Linked DNA regions of Danio rerio: region 2 is linked to region 1. Evidence: chromatin contacts called from public Hi-C data. All regions are on one chromosome and are shown on one strand. The core of a region is the stretch at or near the end of the contact, and the rest is flanking DNA. Distances in the headings are between cores, read along the strand shown.

Evidence for each region. A called contact is a pair of places that touch in the nucleus more often than the background predicts.
Region 2: a Hi-C map of embryo shows a contact between it and region 1, with 8 times the contacts expected there. The contact joins the promoter of adck2 here to the enhancer-like site in region 1. A contact is called at or near these places in 2 of 18 Hi-C or Micro-C datasets (caudal fin and embryo).

What each region holds. Positions count from the first base shown.
Region 1 is chr25:3,168,068-3,174,678 of GRCz12tu, reverse strand. All of the region lies in intron 1 of si:dkey-82f1.1, which reads left to right. All of the region lies in intron 3 of LOC137489311 (a long non-coding RNA gene), which reads right to left. Among named protein-coding and RNA genes, the nearest start is that of si:dkey-82f1.1, 30 kb to the left of the region's middle. Within about 2 kb of position 3,833, at least 4 of the 62 cell types and tissues checked have an H3K27ac peak or open chromatin away from gene starts, as enhancers often do.
Region 2 is chr25:3,205,261-3,211,871 of GRCz12tu, reverse strand. adck2 (aarF domain containing kinase 2) reads right to left here and starts at 3,464. Exons shown (of 10, transcript XR_012400086.1): 1 at 2,820-3,464; 2 at 1-180. LOC137489311 (a long non-coding RNA gene) reads right to left here. Exons shown (of 6, transcript XR_012400153.1): 6 at 6,125-6,611.

The sequences.
Region 1 (6,611 bases), core at 2,584-5,083:
TTAAGTAGCTCCTCCCCTTTTTCAAAATCAGTTAACTTTACATCACAGCTCTGTCAGACAGATGTCATTATGCAGTGGTTACCTGGTTAGGGATCTTAAAATCAGATGGTCTTCACTGTGATTTCTTTTTTTAAAGAATAGTTGGGAAGCAATAGTTGGGAGAGTCTTTTTAGAGTCTTTGAAATGTGCATTTTTAGTCAAAATTTTAACGTAATCTCAACTTAAACAGGAATTGAGGGAGGGGCATTTAGTAGCCCCTCCCCCATTTTAAAATCAGCCAAATGGTTTCATTTAGATGTCAACTCTGTCAGTCAGACGATATTACGCAGTGCTGTTACCTAGTTAGGGACTATTTTCAGACCCTGTGTAAAATCATTATGCAAATATTGATTTTCCTACTCTTTAGATTAAAGTCAGATGGTCTTCTTCATGATTTCTGGCTTTATTTATTATGTAGTTGGGAACTAATAGTTGAGAGAGTCTGTATTTATTTATTATTTAGTTGGAAAACAATCATTGCTAGAGTCTGTAGAAGACTTTGTTGATGTCTCTAGCTCAGATTTACTGCTTTTTAGAGTCTTTGAAATGTGCATTTTTACTTGATGTTTTGACAATCTCAACTCAAAAAGGAAAAGAGGGAGGGGAATATAGTAGCCCCTCCCATTTTTCCAAAACCAGCCAATAGTGTTTCAGTTATGTCACAACTCTGTCAGTCAGATGATATTACGCAGTGCTGTTACCTAGTTTGGGACTATTTTCAGGCGCTGTGTAATATCATTAATGCATACATTGGTTTTCCCACTCTTCTGATCAAAATCAGATGATGTTCTCCATGATTTCTGCCTTTATTTATTATTTTGTTGGGAACTAATAGTTGAGAGAGTCTGTAGAAGATTTTACTGATGTATCAGGCTCAGATTTTTGATTTTCAGAGTGCTTGAAATGTGCATTTTAAGTCATTTTTTTATGTAATCTCAACTCAAACAGAAATACAGGGAGGGGCATATATTATAGCTCCTCCTTTTTTTCAAAACCAGCAAATAGCATTTCATTTAGATCACAACTCTGTGAGTGAGATGATATTACGCAGTGTTGTTACCTAGTTAGGGACTATTTTCAGGCATATTTTTGGGTAATATCAGAGTATTACATTGGTTTTCCAACTCTTCTGATCAAAATCAGATGGCCTTCTCCGTGATTTCTGACTTTATTTAAAGAACAGTTGGGAAGCAATGGAGATACTTTTATTGACTACTTATTTCCTTATCTTTACTGACTTGATTATTTTTAGGACTTTGCAGATGTCTCCAGCTCAGATGTCTATTTTTTAGAGTCTTTGAAATGTGTATTTTTAGTTGCTTTTTAATGTAATGTCAACTCAAACAGAAATACAGGGAGGGGCATATAGTAGCTCCTCCCCCTTTTCAAAATCAGCCAATAACATTTTGTTTGTCAGTCAGATGATATTATGCGGTGCTGTTACCTAGTTATAGGGACAATTTTCAGGCACTGTAGTGACTGTGGTGGAAGTGTAATGGTGTGGGGGAGATTTTCTTGGCACACTTTGGGTCCATTCGTACCAGTTGAGCATCGTGTCAACGCCACAGCCTACCTGAGTATTGTTACTAACCACGTCCATCCCTTTATAACCACAGTATCCATCTTCTGATGGCTACTTCCAACAGGATAAAGCGCCATGTCATAAAGCGTGAATCATCTCAGACTGCTTTCTTGAACATGACAATGAGTTCACTGTACTCAAATGGCCTCCACAGTCACCAGAACTCAATCCAATAGAGCATCATTTTGGCATGATGGATGTGCAGCCGACAAATCTGCAGCAACTGTGTGATGCTATCATGTCAATATGGAGCAAAATCTCTGAGGAATATTTCCAGTAACTTGTTGAATCTACGCCATAAATGAATAAGGGAGTTCTGAAGACAAAAGGGAGTCCAACCCGGTACTAGTAAGGGGTACCTAATAAAGTGGCCGGTGAACGTAGATATCCTTTATACAAACATACTGACACTGACTTTAAGACTAACATGTTAATACTAACTTTGATTGATTTCACAGGGACTCTAAAGTGTTCCTAGATTTTCCAGCAAGTAAACATAGGAAAACTTGCAAGAATTTAATTGCACACTATAACATCTCCTCACATTGTGAGACATTACCGAGATCCCTTTTAAAACCCCAAAGGAGACCCATGTGAGATTACAGGGGTCTTGTTCTCCATGATTCCACTTCCTGTTATCTCCTTCCTGTGTGACTAACAGTCCACGATGTCGGCCCCTCAGCTAATGCTTGCATAAACAAGTAAATAACAGTTTGCCGTGCCGGTTTTCTCCCTCGAGGTCTCCGGGGCATGAAGTGTCGCGCGGCTGGTCATGTGGTTCCGTCTTTAAACCATAATTACATCTTCCATTGGGTTCACTGTGTTTATCTGACCCCAGCAAATGTAAACAGGCTTCATCGTCCTCTGTGTGTAGCGTATCATTAACAATAAGTTAGCGGAGCATTATTGTCTCCTTTTTTTTACAATCCAGACACGGCAACAAACAGGGAACATAATAAAAAAAGTATTAAACATGTGATGTGTTTTCCTGGAAATAATAATTCTAATGGAGCTGTTGACATGGAATTGAAGCAGATTTTTGGTAAAAACCCAAACAACACAAACATTTTTTAATGCTGCAGCTTAAAGACGCCTCTCATATGGAGATTGAAGTCACATGCATTGCTCAGGTAGGAGTTTCTCACAGTGTCAAAATCTTGATGCTTCTGTGGGTCTCGTCTATCAGATTTGAGCTTTGATTTGTATTCTCTATTGGATTCGGTTCAGGTGATTGGCTGGGCCATTCCACAGCTTGATTTTCTTCCTCTGAAAGCCTTTGAGAGTCTCCTCGGCTGTGTTTTGATCATTATCTTGCTGAAATGGTTCCATCTTCATCCTCATGCTAATGTAGATGTTGGACTGAAGCAGCTGATGTCCATTTACACTGAGGAAGGGCAGAGGGTTGCTAAAGAACTACTGAAGCTGCGCCCCAAATCGCATACTTATGCACTATTCTACGCCATTTTGTAGTATAAATAGTGTAATTAGTGTGTTCACACTGAAAACTCTAAAAATAATGAGTGCACTTTAATTACCTGGATCATGCACTCATTCAGCCGCTAAAATGAAGTGTGTAATGATGGACACTTCATGCACTCAACGACCGCAGGTTTGCTTACGTATCGGAAGAGGCGGAGCTATCGGACGCACATGTTGGATAACTTTATTTATTTTGGATGGTGAAAGCAAAATTCTCCTACGAGAGTGATTATAGCGCCTCCCGATGGTGAATGCGGCAATATTCACGGCAGGTATTATTTGATAATTCGGTCGTTTATTTCACTGATTTGGCGACCGTCAAACGTCATCAGGGAAACAGTTTGAAAATCCGCTTAGTAATAAAACATAAGTGTTCCATTTGGGACGACACTACATACATATGCTATCCTGTTGAGTGTGTAAGTGCATAAGTACATAGTGCATAGTGTGCCATTAAAGACGCAGCTTGAGAGATTTCAGCTGCTGTCTGGCCTTTCCCTGCTTCTCTACACCTCCCTTTCCTCATGTGTTCAATACTTTTTCCTTGAATCGTTTCCTTTTATTACACAAACCTTCATTTGTAAACTGTTTTCTTTGCATATGTGGATTTATTTGGTTGCTATCAACATCTGGTGAGAATTTCAAGTCAACAGCGCCTTTAGAAATATGTTTTTCAATGCACAACAGTTCACAGAAGACATATGTGCAAGGTACTGATAGGGGCGCAGGAACACATGAATAGTGTGCCGTATCCTCTCTACTTCCTGTCTCATTCTTGTTGCCGACTCAGAATTGTTCCTGTCTAAAGCTTGTCCTCTCTCACAAGAGGATAACAAGGGCATAGCTGTAAATTTGACATGTCATGCACAAAAAGACACACAATTTTGTGAACATACACTGTAAAAAATGCTGGGTTCCACACTATTCCTGGTCACACTTTATTTTGTTAAATGTAAGTTACACTGCATCTACATGCCCTCTAATTCTCATTAGATTATAAGTAGACTGTTGGGGCTGGGGTTAGTGTAAGTTGAAATGTACTTGCAAAGTTTATTATAGTCAGTTAAATGTCTGTTTAGCAGCAGTATCAGCTGATATTAAGCAGACAGTCTACTAATACTCAAATGGACCATCAAAATAAAGTGCTACTTATATTACTTCATGTTGACCTTAAGTTAACTTTATCCTTTTTACAAATTTAAGAGGATTCAACATAACACAATTAAGTTTTCCCCAGAAAGAAACTTTTGAATTGTTTATTGTGTCGTTTTAACTCATTTTATTTATTTATTTATTTATTTAACTCATTTTAAATAAACAGCTTAAACAAGCTGCAAAAGTTTTTTTTTTTTAAGGGGATGTCAGTCCCTCCAGGATTTTACAGAGAGAAATGACTTTTGATTTGTTTGATTGATTGATTGATTGATTTATTATTACTTAATTATTTTTTTTACTTTATTTTGTTTTTCATTGTTTATTGTTAAACCTGCTCTGTGTGCATAGTCTTTATTAGAAAATTAATAGTAATTCAAATAAGACTTTTGATTTGTTTTGGGGGGTTTGTTTGTTTTTTTAATAGCATTTTTTGTCAAATTTTTTTTTTTTATTACAACATGCACTGTGTGCTTTGTCTTTGTTGAAAAGCAATTAATTTAAAAATAACAATAAAAAATACTTTTGCTTTATTTGTTTTTTAGCATTTTTTGTTTTTTATTTTTGTTTTTTATTAATTATTTCGTTATTTTTTACTTTATTTAGTTTTTTCATGTTTACTGTTTACTGTCATGTTTGTGTGCTTTGTCTTTGTTGGAAAAAAAATAATTAAAATTAAAAAAAATATTTGTTTTTTTTGTTTTGTTTGTTTTTTATAGCATTTTTATTTTTTATTACTTATTTATTTTTTACTTTATTTTGTTTTTTATTGTTTATTGTTAAACCTGCTCTTTGTGCTTTGTCTTTGTTGAAAAGCAATTTATAAAAAAATAATAGTAATTAAAATAAAAGATTTTTTATTTGTTTTGGGGTTTTTTGTTTGTTTTCATAGTATATATATATATATATATATATATATATATATATATATATATATATATATATATATATATATATATATATATATATATATATATATATATATATACAGTTGAAGTCAGAATTATTAGCCCCCTGTATTATTAGCGCCCCTGTTTATTTTTTTTCCCCAATTTCTGTTTAATGGAGGGAAGATTGTTTCAGCACTTTTCTAAGCATAATAGTTTTAAAAACTTATTTCTAATAACAGATTTATTTTGTCTTTGTCATGATGATAGTAAATAATATTTTACTTGAAATTTTTCAAGACACTTCTATACAGCTTAAAGTGATATTTAAAGGCTTAACTAGGGTAATAAGGTGCACTAGGCAGGTTAGGGTAATTAGTCAAATTATTGTATGATGATGGTTTGTTCTGTAGACAATCCAAAAAAGAATTAGCTTAAAGGGGCTAATAATTTTGTCCCAAAAATGTTTTTAAAAAAATTAATAACTACTTTTATTCTAGCCGAAATAAAACAAATAAGACTTTCTCCAGAAGAAAAAATATTATCAGACATACTGTAAAAATGTCATTGCTCTGTTAAACATAATTTGGGAAATATTTAAAAAAGAAAATAAAAATCAAAAGGGGGCTAATAATTCTGACTTCAACTGTATATATATATATATATATATAAATATATATATATATAAATATATATATATATATATATATTTTTTCAATTTCTTTATTTAGTTTTTTCATGCGTATCGTTAAACATGCACTGTATGCTTTGTCTTTGTTAAAAAGCAATTAATTAAAAACATAATAATTAAAATAAATAAAAAAGACTTCAGATTTGTTGAAATGATGTTTGAAAGTGATTGTGTTGCGAGTTTTGCGCCATTTCTTGTTTTGTTTTTGTGTGAAAATACACACATTTTACTCATCTAAGTTTAGTATTTTTTAACCTGGAGAACTATCGTCCTCTGTAATTTATATAAAGGAAACACTGAGAGAAACAAGAGATTATCCTGAAGCCTGTTGTTTCCTGTTTAATAATTAAATAGAAAAATTAAATAAATACATAAATAAAATAAATACTGATAAGTCGTCTGGGTTTTTTGATGGCTGTTTGAGCACACTGATGTAAATGATCTAGAACATGCGCGCTTATGTGTGTGTGTGTCAGAGAACATATGTGTATGTCAGAGATGAATATATATATATAGGGAATTATTGTGAAATCCTGGATGGTCTGACTTGTGTATGTGATCCAAGGGGTACTGCAAAAAAAGTATTCAAAGAAAAAAACAAGAATTATAAAAGCCAGGTCAACATAAATAGTGCAACTTGACCTAGTTTAATCGGTAACGCTTTAATTATTAAACATGTTAGTTTGAGCTAAATTTAACCAACATGAACTCATGACCTAAGACCTATATATATGACCGATATAAGACCTATTCATGACCTATCTTGGTATCATGACTTTAC
Region 2 (6,611 bases), core at 2,215-4,714, 38 kb before region 1:
GCCCATTGGCCCAGTTTGATAAATGTTGGTCCGGAGGTTTCGGTGACCCAAAGTAGGCAATCCAACCAATGGGACGCCCAACGCTGGGATAGTAAAGTCAATGGGTATAGAAGTAAAAGAGGGCTGAATTTGAGAAGAAGCACCAATGCGCGGAGTCCCAATCGCAGGACGAATACTAGCCTGGAACAAAAGCACACAAATTAGAGATGAGTCGACCCACAGGAAATCTGCGCATGCAGAATTCTGCCGATTTTTAGCCCATCATTGATTCTGTTTATTGTGTAAATGTGTGTACATTCATAAGTATTTATTTTTTAAATTAACTTCAGAAATACTATTGACTATTATGAAAACATTTATATGATTTATTCACAATACAGTTTGTAAAGTAATATTTTCAGTCTTTTAGTAGAGATTATTTAAGAGACTTGCTTGGTTGACCACAGTGGTTCTCAAACTGTAGTACACGTACCACTAGTGGTACTCAGGCTTCCTTCTAGTGGTAACGTAGACTAACCATATTCCGTACACAACGATATTCCGTACAGATTACCTTTTAACGCTAATCTCTGAATAAATACTTATGGGTCGTAGTCAAGCTATATATCTGTGTAATCTTTAATTCTCACTCTTTCAGCCCCAACCACAACAGAGACCTTAACTATATGTTTCCGAGTGAATTCAGTAAGTTTGCTACGTCCACCTAATGCGCTTGAAAATAGACAGTGGGCTTAAAGTGCGAGTGTCGCTTTTGCATTTAACTTATGCATCACACTGTATTACAGTCTTTATGAAGTGAATATTATGTTCTCACAAATTGTTAAATAACTTATCTTTTGTTGAATAAATGCTTTGAAATAGGGATGTTTAAACGTCAGTTGTGGGTGATGACCGCCAGAGAGCCTGAGAGACTGGCTGCAAACACTGTTTGGATCCTCTTTTTGCAGTGATGATGTTTGTATTCATAAAAGGTCAGTCAAGTCAGCGTTAATGTGCATTAATTTAATGTTTTAATATTTAAAATTGTCAAGCTGTAATAAAATAAACATGATAGAAAAAGTAAATGATTTTGAAGCTATTTCATTACAAACTTTCATAAAAGAGTTATAATAATAATAATAATAATTCCTTACATTTATATAGCGCTTTTCTGGACACTCAAAGCTTTACACAATGGGGGGGAATCTCCTCATCCACCACCAGTGTGCAGCATCCACTTGGATGGCCAGACCGCACACCACACACCAGCTGATTGGTGGAGAGGAGACAGAGATGAAGCCAATTGAATATGGGGATGGTTAGGAGGCCATGATGGACAGAGGCCAGTGGGCAGACTTGGCCAGGATGCTGGGGATAAACCCCTACTCTTTTCGAAGGACATCCTGGGATTTTTAATGACCACAGAGAGTCGGGACCTCGGTTTAACGTCTCATCCGAAAGACGGCGCTCACTGAGCAGTATAGCATCCCCGTCACTATACTGGGGCATTAGGACCCACACAGACCGCAGGTTGGGCGCCCCCTTCTGGCCTCACCAACACCACTTCCGGCAGCAACCTAGCTTTCCCATGTGGTCTCCCATCCAGGTACTGACCGGGCGCAGCCCTGCTAAGCTTCAGTGGGCGACCATGTGAGAGTTGCAGAGAGCTAGCTGCCGCCTAAAATATTTAATATATCATTAACTTCAAATTAAACGCAATAACAGTATATTCTGACATAAGATTTTAATAAGACTTCAACAAATGCCCATTTTGCCAGTAAATTAAAGTTATGCACCCTGTGCGGAACACTATTTTAGTCGTGTACAGCAGGGGTTCCCAAACTTTTCAGCCCGCGACCCCAAAAATAACAATGCCAGTGACTCGCGACCCCCAATATCCTCTGAGGTGGTTATAAATACAGAAACCTTGCATGCAATGACTCAGACACACCAATTAAATTTGTGTCAGTGCTTTAAATGTGCTAGAAAGTATAACCTGATGTTATAAAATCAAAATGCATCTAAAGCTATTGCTGCCTTTATTATAATGTAATTACCCCAGGGGTCACAATTCAATAGAACAAGTAACTATAAGCTACTATAGTAACTATATAGTATATAGTAACTATAAACGACTATTTTTATTTTCAGTATAGTTATGGATAAAATATGTTAATTCTTATGGTTTAATAAAAATAAATATTTTTGGAAATCACGAGGCGACCTCCCTTCATTGCCCTGCGACCCCTGGGGGGGTCCCGACCCCCACTTTGAAAACCACTGGTGTACAGATCATCGTTAATACCTATCATCTTCCGTACACATGCGAAGGTGGTACTTTTCCCATCTTTTCTCAAAAACTACTGGTCCAAAAGACATCAATCAAGATTTAGATTGTGCAATAGATATTCCCCCAGAGAATGAACACACAAGCATGCTTATCTGGCTTTCAATGACGGAGGAGTGCGCTGCATAGCGAAAAGTGTACGGAACATGGTTAGTCTATGTTACACGCAGGGATATTTTGAAAAATGTTGGAAATCTATCACCTACAACAGAAGGCAATGGTTACAGGTTTCCAACATTTTTCAAAATATATCAGTTATTGTGTTTAAAAGAAGAAACAAAATCATGAAAGTTTGGAACAACTTGAAGGAGATTAAAAATAACTTTACTCAGCTTCATTCAGCAAATGTAGTAGAGTAAAAAGTACATTATCTACTTTTGAAAAGTAGTGAAGGTTTACTAAAATGAATATACTCTTATGAAACACAGACACTACAAATACGCACACACGTACAGCAGTGATGTAAAAACAATTAGTGTCGACCACTGCTAACCTGTGGATCTGAACTCCGGCCACTGATTTCCTCTCTGTGGGGTTTTGATGATTCTTGAGGGATTCTGGTCCGGCGGCGTAAATGGTCCCACATGCAGTCCAGCAGAACAATCCCACTTTTGGGGTTTGGGATAAAAGACGAGTGGCTTTAACAAAAAACACTCTGCGGGATTGAGTTGGAATCGGTAACCTGCGCGCAAAGCACTTAAAGCTATGCAGCAGGTGCCTTGTGCAAAATACAGACATTTTAAATGAAGCCAAATGTAGACATTATATAATGAATTAACAGCGTTCAGTTCTGTTGCTTTCTTCTGTTAAGGTTTGAAATGATAAAGTATGGATTAATAAACACATTCACGTTTGCTAATATACAATTCTGCAGTGTTTATAGTCAGCATCGAGCATGCTCACAATCTTTAAATGACAATATGAGTCACAGAAATGTTCAGAACACGCAGGTCAACATGTACATATGCATCCATATTCTCATTATCTTGCGTTTTTTCGTCGACAGATGTCCGCGGCTGTGCTATTTAGTGTCATTTTCGCGTTGTTTCTCCACATTTAGGCTTGAATTCGGTTAACGTTAAATTCATTCAAACATTTGTTATGAATGTTACTGCTGCTCTCCGCCGGTTCGCCTGATAAATCGCTCCGTGTGATTGCTAACGTTAGTTCCGCATCTCGGTGGAAAGGGAAAAAGGGGGCAGTAACGTTAATCGATATTGATTTGTTGATTAAAAAACTAGTATTTATTTAGAACAAAGTTAGTTCAATAAAATAAACACACGAAATCATGAAATGTAAGGAATTATTGATTTGATTGAATCTGTATTTCGTTAAAATCTGTAGAAATAGGTTCTTCTTTTGGTGTTGTTGCATATTTTGTTTTGATATGACATTTACCTTTAGCATTATTATTAATATATGCAAATTATTAATGTTAAACACAATGGCTATATATTTTAATATTTTAGTGTTAAAATATATGATTTTATTACAGGTTGATGTCCTATAATTTGCTTTTAATAATGTTAACGAGAATTTCTAAACATTAGAATATTTATGTTAAAAGGGTTTGCTTTATTGCAGTTTTGGGGTTTGTTTAGACTTTTGATATTTACTTTTTTACATTTACTACTACCACTACTACTATTAATCAATATTATTAATCAATATAAATATAATATTGCAAAAAGTAAATTTTTTTTTTAAAGTTACATTAATAAAACCTTTATATATATATATTTTTTTTTTTGTTCAGGCAAAACGGTGGCGCAGTAGGTAGTACTGTCGCCTCACAGCAAGAAGGTCGCTGGTTTGAATCTCAGCTGGGTCAGTTGGCGTTTCTTTGTGGAGTTTGCATGTTCTCCCTGCGTTCGCGTGGGTTTCCTCCGGGTGCTCTGGTTTCCCCCACAGTCCAAAGACATGCGGTACAGGTGAATTGGGTAGGCTATTGTCCGTAGTGTATGAGTGTGAATGAGTGTTTGTGGATGTTTTCCAGAGATGGGTTGCAGCTGGAAGGGCATTGGCTGCATAAAAACACATGCTAGATAAGTTGGCAGTTCATTCCACTGTGGGGACCTCGGATTAATAAGGGAACTAAGCCAAAAATTAAATGAATGATTGAATGTTCTGTTCAAGTAATTATGTTCACTATATCACTATTACCACCCATTTTCATCGTTTCCCTTTGGCCAGTAGATGTCGCTAAAATGACTGTTTGCTGAGTCTATAAGTTATTATAAGTATATATTTGAGTTTACTTAGGGGGACTCTTTTACTTAATTTTCCTCACTTCGACATCAAAAATGCACATAATAGAGCAGGTATAAATGAAGATGACACCCACATAAAAATACTTCAGTAATTTATAGTAGTATTTTAGAAATTTGCCATAGTAAAGTGTATTATACTGTAGTAGGCTATTATATTATTTACAACTCTACACAGAGTTCTTAAACCTTAAATTCCAGCACTTTTCAAACACTTTTAAGGTGCATTTGTCGCCATTTTTAACATGGTACAGCATACATATATATATATATATATATATATATATATATATATATATATATATATATATATATATATATATCTGCTGTACTTTTTCACATCTAAATCCATTGTGCCATTTAAAAAACACAATATAACATTTCAGCTTACATTGTTGAATACTTTGGAGCATATATTTATTGGGATAGTTTACCTAAAAATGCAAAAAAAATAATAATAAACCAATCAATAAATAAAAAAGATCAGTTATTGGATGAGATATCTTTTAAAGTTTCTCTTACCTAAAGCTGATATCTCAAAAAAAAAAAAAAAAAAAATCTTACAGTCAGATTTGTTTTGTGTGTACCAAACTTTCATGAGCAGTCGTTCATTATATTTCATGTGCATTGCTGTTAAAAATTCATGTCACAAATTGAATCCTTATGAGTCTGAGAATATTCTTGCTGCAAATTAATGAACTGTTCCTATGTCAACTGTTTTGAAAATCAGTCACCAAATATGGAAACTATAGTTTGTAAGCTTTCATCAAGATTACTTTTATTATTATTACTTTTTATTTATTTACAGGCATTGCAGGCTTTGTTTACTGCAGCAAGTTGACACGTCAGCTGTTTTAAACTATTCCTGAGCGATGCGTTTGGCGATTTTAGGTGCAAATAAGCATTCTGTGTGAATGTCTCCTAAATCTGCACATCCCATGAACAAATTTCGAGCCCTGCTATTTCAAATTCAAGCAGGTTCAACCACTTTGTCCTAAATCTAAATCTATTTTTTTAACCTTGAAAACACTGTATTAAAAATCAAGCATTTTCCAGGATTTCCAGCACCCGAACGAACCCTGTCTACAGCATAACTGTAGCATTATTAACCATTGTGAAACGGCGAACTAATGTAGTATAATGTACTCTAGTTTCTACTACAGTAAACTGCGCTGTACTACAGTGTAATATAGTTGTAGAAAGCTACAGTTCACTGAAAAAAATATTCAAAGATGATTCCTTGGATTTACTAAATCTTTTTTACGTTAAGTGGCTGTAAACAATTTAATTGTGTTGAATTTAAACAAACAAATTAAGTTGAACATTACTGAATTTAATTTGTTTAAATTCAACACAAATAAATAGTTTGCAACAGTTCTGCATGCAACACTTTTTTTCAGTGTTGTTTGTTTATATTATATATTATATTTCTATAGTAATATGGATATGAATTTAGTCATTTCGGTGCCCTAAGCAATTCCAGACACAACAGTCCTAATATGCACCCTTTGTATTTTTACTTAGTTTTTTTGTATTATTCGTTTATTTCCTATATCAAGTCGATCTTTTTTTCATTATTATTTTTTTTTTGACTAAAATAATAAACTATTTCGTTATGAGGGACAAATTTGCACAAATGTAATAATTGCATCAAAATTTGAGGAAAAATCGAACGTTTTGTTAGACCTTAAATACATTATATATATGCAGGGTTCCACACAATTCATTCATGTTGTTCCAAAACAAATAAATTAAGTTAACATAACAAATTTAAGTGGATTGAACTTTCAATTAGGTATAAATGTGTAGTAAAAAAGCAGGGCGACACTGTGGCTCAGTGGTTAGCACTGTCGCCTCACAGCAAGGCGGTTGCTGGTTCGAGTCCCGGCTGGGTCAGTTGGCATTTCTGCGTGGAGTTTGCATGTTCTCCCCACCGGGTGCTTCGTTTTCTCCCACAGTCCAAACACATGCGCTATAGAGGAATTGAAGATACTAAATTAGCCATAGTGTATGAGTGT